2 separate regions of the Hordeum vulgare genome follow, and region 1 is linked to region 2. The links are chromatin contacts, called in public Hi-C maps. All regions are on one chromosome and are shown on one strand. Each heading gives the region's core, a stretch centred on a gene start, on an enhancer-like site or on the middle of the called end of the contact. The rest is flanking DNA. Distances are from core to core; before and after follow the strand shown. Region 1 overlaps LOC123444007 (ubiquitin-conjugating enzyme E2 5A). Region 2 holds the start of LOC123440053 (pathogenesis-related genes transcriptional activator PTI6-like).

Evidence for each region. Hi-C and Micro-C count contacts between places; a contact is called where the count stands out from the background.
Region 1: a contact with region 2 is called in a Hi-C map of leaf, with 6 times the contacts expected there. The contact joins the enhancer-like site here to the promoter of LOC123440053 in region 2. A contact is called at or near these places in 3 of 6 Hi-C or Micro-C datasets (all in leaf) and 1 of 1 datasets of contacts at active chromatin or transcription factors (embryo).

Annotation. Positions count from the first base shown.
Region 1 is chr3H:407,185,734-407,188,433 of MorexV3_pseudomolecules_assembly, forward strand. LOC123444007 (ubiquitin-conjugating enzyme E2 5A) reads right to left here. Exons shown (of 5, transcript XM_045120603.1): 4 at 1,731-1,835; 5 at 1,297-1,648. The coding sequence ends at 1,508. Among protein-coding and RNA genes, the nearest start is that of LOC123444007, 15 kb to the right of the region's middle. Within about 2 kb of position 1,263, at least 2 of the 3 cell types and tissues checked have open chromatin away from gene starts, as enhancers often do. A contact at or near this core is called in leaf, where this site is marked.
Region 2 is chr3H:406,822,326-406,825,051 of MorexV3_pseudomolecules_assembly, forward strand. It overlaps LOC123440053 (pathogenesis-related genes transcriptional activator PTI6-like), which reads right to left and starts at 1,414. Exons shown (of 1, transcript XM_045116646.1): 1 at 1-1,414. The coding sequence starts at 720.

The sequences.
Region 1 (2,700 bases), core at 13-2,512, 360 kb after region 2:
GCTCGCTGACGCGACAGGCCAGAAACGCCGACCCACATTGCATTTCTAGAAACGTCAGGGTCTTTGACGTCTCCGCCCCCATACGTAAGCAACTCGATCAGCACAACAATGATTTCGGCCGACAGGCGACAAAGCATGAAAACGCCAAAGCTCATGGCATTGCTGGACAAGGTAGAAACGTCAAAGCCCTTGGCATTTCCATGTGGGCTGCAACGCAAGCTACCTCGACGTTTTCATGTGAAACAACAACACAAACTAGCTCGACTTTTCTATGTGGAGAAGAAACGCCATGATCTGTGACGTTGCCAAAAAGTCAGATTGTGAAATAGTTTCAAGCAGAGTTTATTTTGTGCTATACTTTGTTGATAATGTCAAAACAGTGATTTCATCTGCCCAAAGCATCGTATTCATACCCATCAAGCCGCTACTGGCGTCATTATTAGTACCACTTAAACGTGAGAATGGTTATTAAAAAACCGGGTGTAACAGTTCGGTTTTTACTTTGGGTTTGATTGGTTCAAGTTTTATTGGGCTGAGATTTTTTTAGTTTGGTTTTGATTTGGGTATGTGGAGAAACCAGTTTGGGTATAGTTGGTTATGGGTTTAAACGGTTTGGTTATTAGCGGTTATAAACTATGGGTCCAAACCGGTTTCTAGACATTGGTTATATGCAATATTCAACTACGACCGAGAATGAGTATCTTTGATCCGCGTGCATACTGTAATGCACTATGTAATTATGTATTATGGGGAAACAACAGATGAAAATCAAAAGTGTTTTCTTGTGCTTTCGCTAAGCAATTTGGTTTTAATACACTTGTTAGTGAGCTTATTAGCCATGGGCATGTTCTTTTTGTCTCTTACTGTGTGTTAACTGTATCTTAAGGATTACTTTGTTTTTAAACTAGATGCACTTATGCCTTTTCTATCTTATTTGTTTCTTAACATGCCAATTTGTGCAATCATGTGTACATTAAAGCAAACCCATGGTTATGTACTGGGTTTAAACCCATGGTTATGTTTTTGGTTTAAATTGGTTTGGGTGGAAAAAATAGTGGGTTTGATTTTGGTTAAGCTAAAAATGACACTAAATGGGTATGGTTTTGAAAAATAAATGAATGAGTATGGTTCAAGTATGAAACCATTCTCAAATTTAGTACCACTACACCCTAATCGATCATTTTGACGCCACCTGACCTGAGAGAACCCCTGCGCATGATCAGACCAGTACTACCAGCACGGTACGGATGTTTGGCAAACAGGCGATGCCCGCCAAAGCACGCAACGTGTAAGCAATTTAAAGCACATTGCAAGCACCCACATGGCGGCAGGTGGTGACATTTATCTGAATCCAAAATATGCAACACCGGTTCGATGATCCAAGTCACTGCGCCAAGTGACACAAATTGAGCAACGAGTGCAGCCAGTTTTGACAGGCACATACACACGCACAGATCGAGAATGTTACAAACAAGACCGACTCCGGCGACCCGTCCGCCGTCTTACATTACATGGCATACCTCTGCGTCCAGGTCCTGGCGGTGCTCTCGTACTTGTGCCGGTCCGTCTTGTACATGTGCGCGATCTCAGGAACCAGAGGATCATCAGGGTTTGGGTCACACAGCAGGGAGCAGATGGACAGCAGCACCTGTGTAATGTAACCCCACAGAGTAGCAGATGAGCTCAACTCCACTGTGAAGAACCAAGTGAGGGAGAGGAAAGTAGCAAACCTTGGAAATAGTCAGAGCGGGGCTCCATTGGTCCTTGAGGATGTCGAGGCAAATGCTCCCGTTGCTGTTGATGTTTGGATGGAACACCTTGGTGCGGAATGCCACCTGCATGTTGCATAACGAAGAGGATTCATGCATACTCTGTCGATGATTTGCATTTCTTTTTTTGTAAAGCTATATGGATGATATTCAGTATGGCAAGTAAACTTCCGGACTGAAACTTTTAAGCTTGCATTAGATCATCAGTAACCATAGAGCTTGTACACTCGCAATTCTGTGGTTATAAACAAGAGAGAGAGAGGGAGGGAGGAGGGAGGGAGCAGGAGAGGGAGGGGAGAGAGAGAGTACCCCGCAAATATTTCGAGATAATTGCAAGGCAGTACCACACTTGGGCACGTCGTGGCGGATAGGTACCACTAATCAAAAGTTTTGCACGTCAGTACCACTTCACAGACTAATTGTTGCGAAACGGGCTGACAGGCGTATAAACGCGTATTGACCACGTATTTGACAGATCTAGCCCGCATGTCAGGTAACACGGTGGCGTACACGAGCGCGACGTGGACCGAACAGGCTCGGTCGCTCGCTCCCCTCTCCTACGCCGCTGTAACTGGCCCGCGATTCACGGGAACTTCGCGAGTCGCCGGCGCTGGCCTGGATCGGCAGGGGGGCTGGCCACCGGCCTGGCGACGGCGCGACCACCACGCGGACGCACTGGACCGAAGCTCCCTACGCCCACAGGCCACAGCCAGCCGCTGGCCTGGATCCAATGCGCTGGCCATATCCGCCGCGGAGGGAAACACGCACTACCCCCGGGTGTCGGCGAGCAGGCCTCGCGATACCTCCACGCCGCCCTACTCTCCACACGCGCACCGCTCCCCTCGGCTTCGAGCTCGGCAGAAGTCGCCAACAAGACGACCCGAGCCACCCGGCCACCACACGTCTCCGCGAGATCTCCCCGAGCCACCTT
Region 2 (2,726 bases), core at 164-2,663:
GTCCCAGAAGCTGCTGCTGGAGTAGACGGGCGCGTCCTCGAACGGCACGAACTCGCCCAGCTCCTCCGGAACGCTGAGGCTGCTGCCAGCGGCGGCCTCGCCTTGGCAGGCATCGGAGTCGGCCCTGTCCCCCGCCAAGGACGACATCGACGGGACCTTGCGGAGCACGGAGGTCGGGGACGACACCGCCTGCGAGGACTCGGCGCCGGACTCGTAACCGGCCGCCGTCAGGTCCTCCTCCTGGGCGCCCTCCGAATTCGTGGACGTGGAGAAGTTGGTCGTTGCGGTGGCGCCACGGAGCTGAATGGCCGCAGAATCGTACACGCGCGCGGCCTCCTCGGCGGTGTCGAAAGTGCCGAGCCAGACGCGCACGCCGCGCCACGGATCGCGGATCTCCGCCGCGAACTTGCCCCACGGCCGCCGCCTGACGCCGCGGAACTTGGTGCTCTGCGCAGCAGAGCCGCCGCCGCCGCCCTTGGCCAGCCTCTTCCGCGCACCGGTGTACCCACCAACACGCCTCGGCAGGTCGTCGTCTCCCGGGCTGCACTGCTCCGGCGAAGTAGCCGCCGCCTGCACCAGCGGCGTCGGGGCCGGCGGAAGCTCCCGCACCATCCTTCCCACCCTCCGAGCGGCGCAGCCCTCCTCGTCCTCCTCCTCGCTGGACGAGTCCGTCACGTCGGGATCGTCCCAGTAGATTCGCACCGTGCGCGACCGCGACATGGCACGCGCCAACCAAAAGAGACAGGCCTTCTTCTTCTCCACCACCGCCGAGTAGCACCACACAGAGGAGAGTTTGATGCCGGCCAAAACCCCTTTGAAGACGCAGTTAGAAAGCCCAAAACGAGCACCCAGGCCCCAGCAGGAAAGGAGGCTGCAGCCTTAACCGACCGAGCGGATTGAACGGGCGGATCGATCGCTCGCTCCTGCTCTGCGCGCGGATCAGCAGGAGAATAAAGAGCAAAGGGACGGCAGGGAGGAGGACGGAGTGACGATGGGAGCAGACGCGGCAGGGGAAGGCAATAAAGATGGCCTCCTCCTCCTATGTACTCTTTACCTTGTTTTATTTTAAAAAAGGCGAGCAGAAATGTAACAGCAGCAGCAACTGCGAGAGCTCAAGGCAGCAGCAGTAATAACTAATAAAGCCGCGCGTACTACTCCTACGTCCGTCCTCTGCCTGCAGCGAGGCGCCGGGATAATAACGGTTTTGGAAGTCTGTGAAGTTTTGAGTCGACGAGAGAGAGGAACACAAGGGCGTGGAGCGCAACAAGGGAAGCGCGAGCAACAAGGACGGGAGTGGAGAAGAAGAGAATGAGCAGAGTGGCCTTGGAAGCAGGAGTAGATACTACTCGTACTAGCTGAGCTGGGAAACGGTGATGGGATGGGGATGGGGATGGGATGGGAGTTTTGGGGGTTTGGGGAGGTTTTTGGGAGAGTGGACTGGGGTTCGTTAGCGCCGTCTTATAGGATCGCCCGACCCGACAGCCTCTGCTTGAGCCCACGCCCGATTCCGCAGCGAAAGCGTTTTTAACTCCCAAGTCCGAACGCCTCGCCGGCCGTAATTAAAGCCTGCATGCAGGTTTAACCTCTCCCTCCCCCAGCCGCATTTACCGCCACTTGCAATGCGATGCCATTGGTTTACGGGGTAGGTTCCATTTCAAATCCCGCGCCACTAGTTTAATTACCCGACCCCGAGGACGACGCCTCCTCCCTTCGCCTCCGTCCATTTTACTCGTAGCTGTAAACTGTGCGCGGCGCCTGCAAAACTGCTCCCGTGTTTGTTTGGCACTGTGGGTAACTGGTGCCGTGGTCGCTGCTTCTGGCTGCAGAGCAAGGGGAGAAGAACCACTCTACGGGCCCGATGCGTAACGGGCATGGGCGGCCTGGGTAACTCGTAAGCTGTGCCACAGTGCGGGCTGGTCTGCTCCAACTGTGACGCCGTGAGCGCGGTTTGCGCCATCCTGTCCTCCCTTCAATGGAGGTCGTGCGTGCCTCTTTCAGGAAGATGTGGTTTCCCTAGCAATTGCTCTCCTACTCCTTCATTCATCTGTCAGCTTCGGGTCACGCAGCTGCACTGTTTTGCTGACTGAATATAGGAGGAGCGATGTCATGAAGGCATGACGTGCTGCTCCTGCCACTGCTCGCGTTGGTCGACGCTTCCCGGTTCCTTGGGCGTAGTGGTGGTGGTGTTGACGGCCGATTCGTCGTCGACACTCTCCTCACTGCCACTGGTTGTGGCTCTGGTTCACCAAGTCAAGCAAGCATCGATGAGCCGCGCGCGGTGGCGGTGCGTGTGTGCCCCGACCCAATCGCCCCATTCCTTCCGATCTCCGACTCGAGTGCGGTTGCGTCCCCGTCGTCATATATTTTTTGGCCGCCGTACGGAGGTCGGCTCCGCGCGAGCGTGATCCCTGAGCGGGCGGGGCCGCCGGGCAGTGCCGGTCGCTCGCACTCACGCGGGGCGCAGTGGGGATGGAGGATGGCACGGGGCCACTGCCGCAGGGTAGGGATGAGCCAATGGCGGGCCGAGGCGTGGTGGGCCGAGGCGTGGCGCGAGTGCAGGCATCGGATTGCGGGAGGCGGGAGGTGGGGCGGCACGTGATGGCGGTCGGTCGTGGACGGAAAGGAAACTCCGGTCAAATCGTCGGGCGGAGCACCGGCGTCAGGGAGCCTCTGACCCGGAGGACGGAGAGCCATTTATCAAGTCTAACCAAGGACAGCCTCAATAC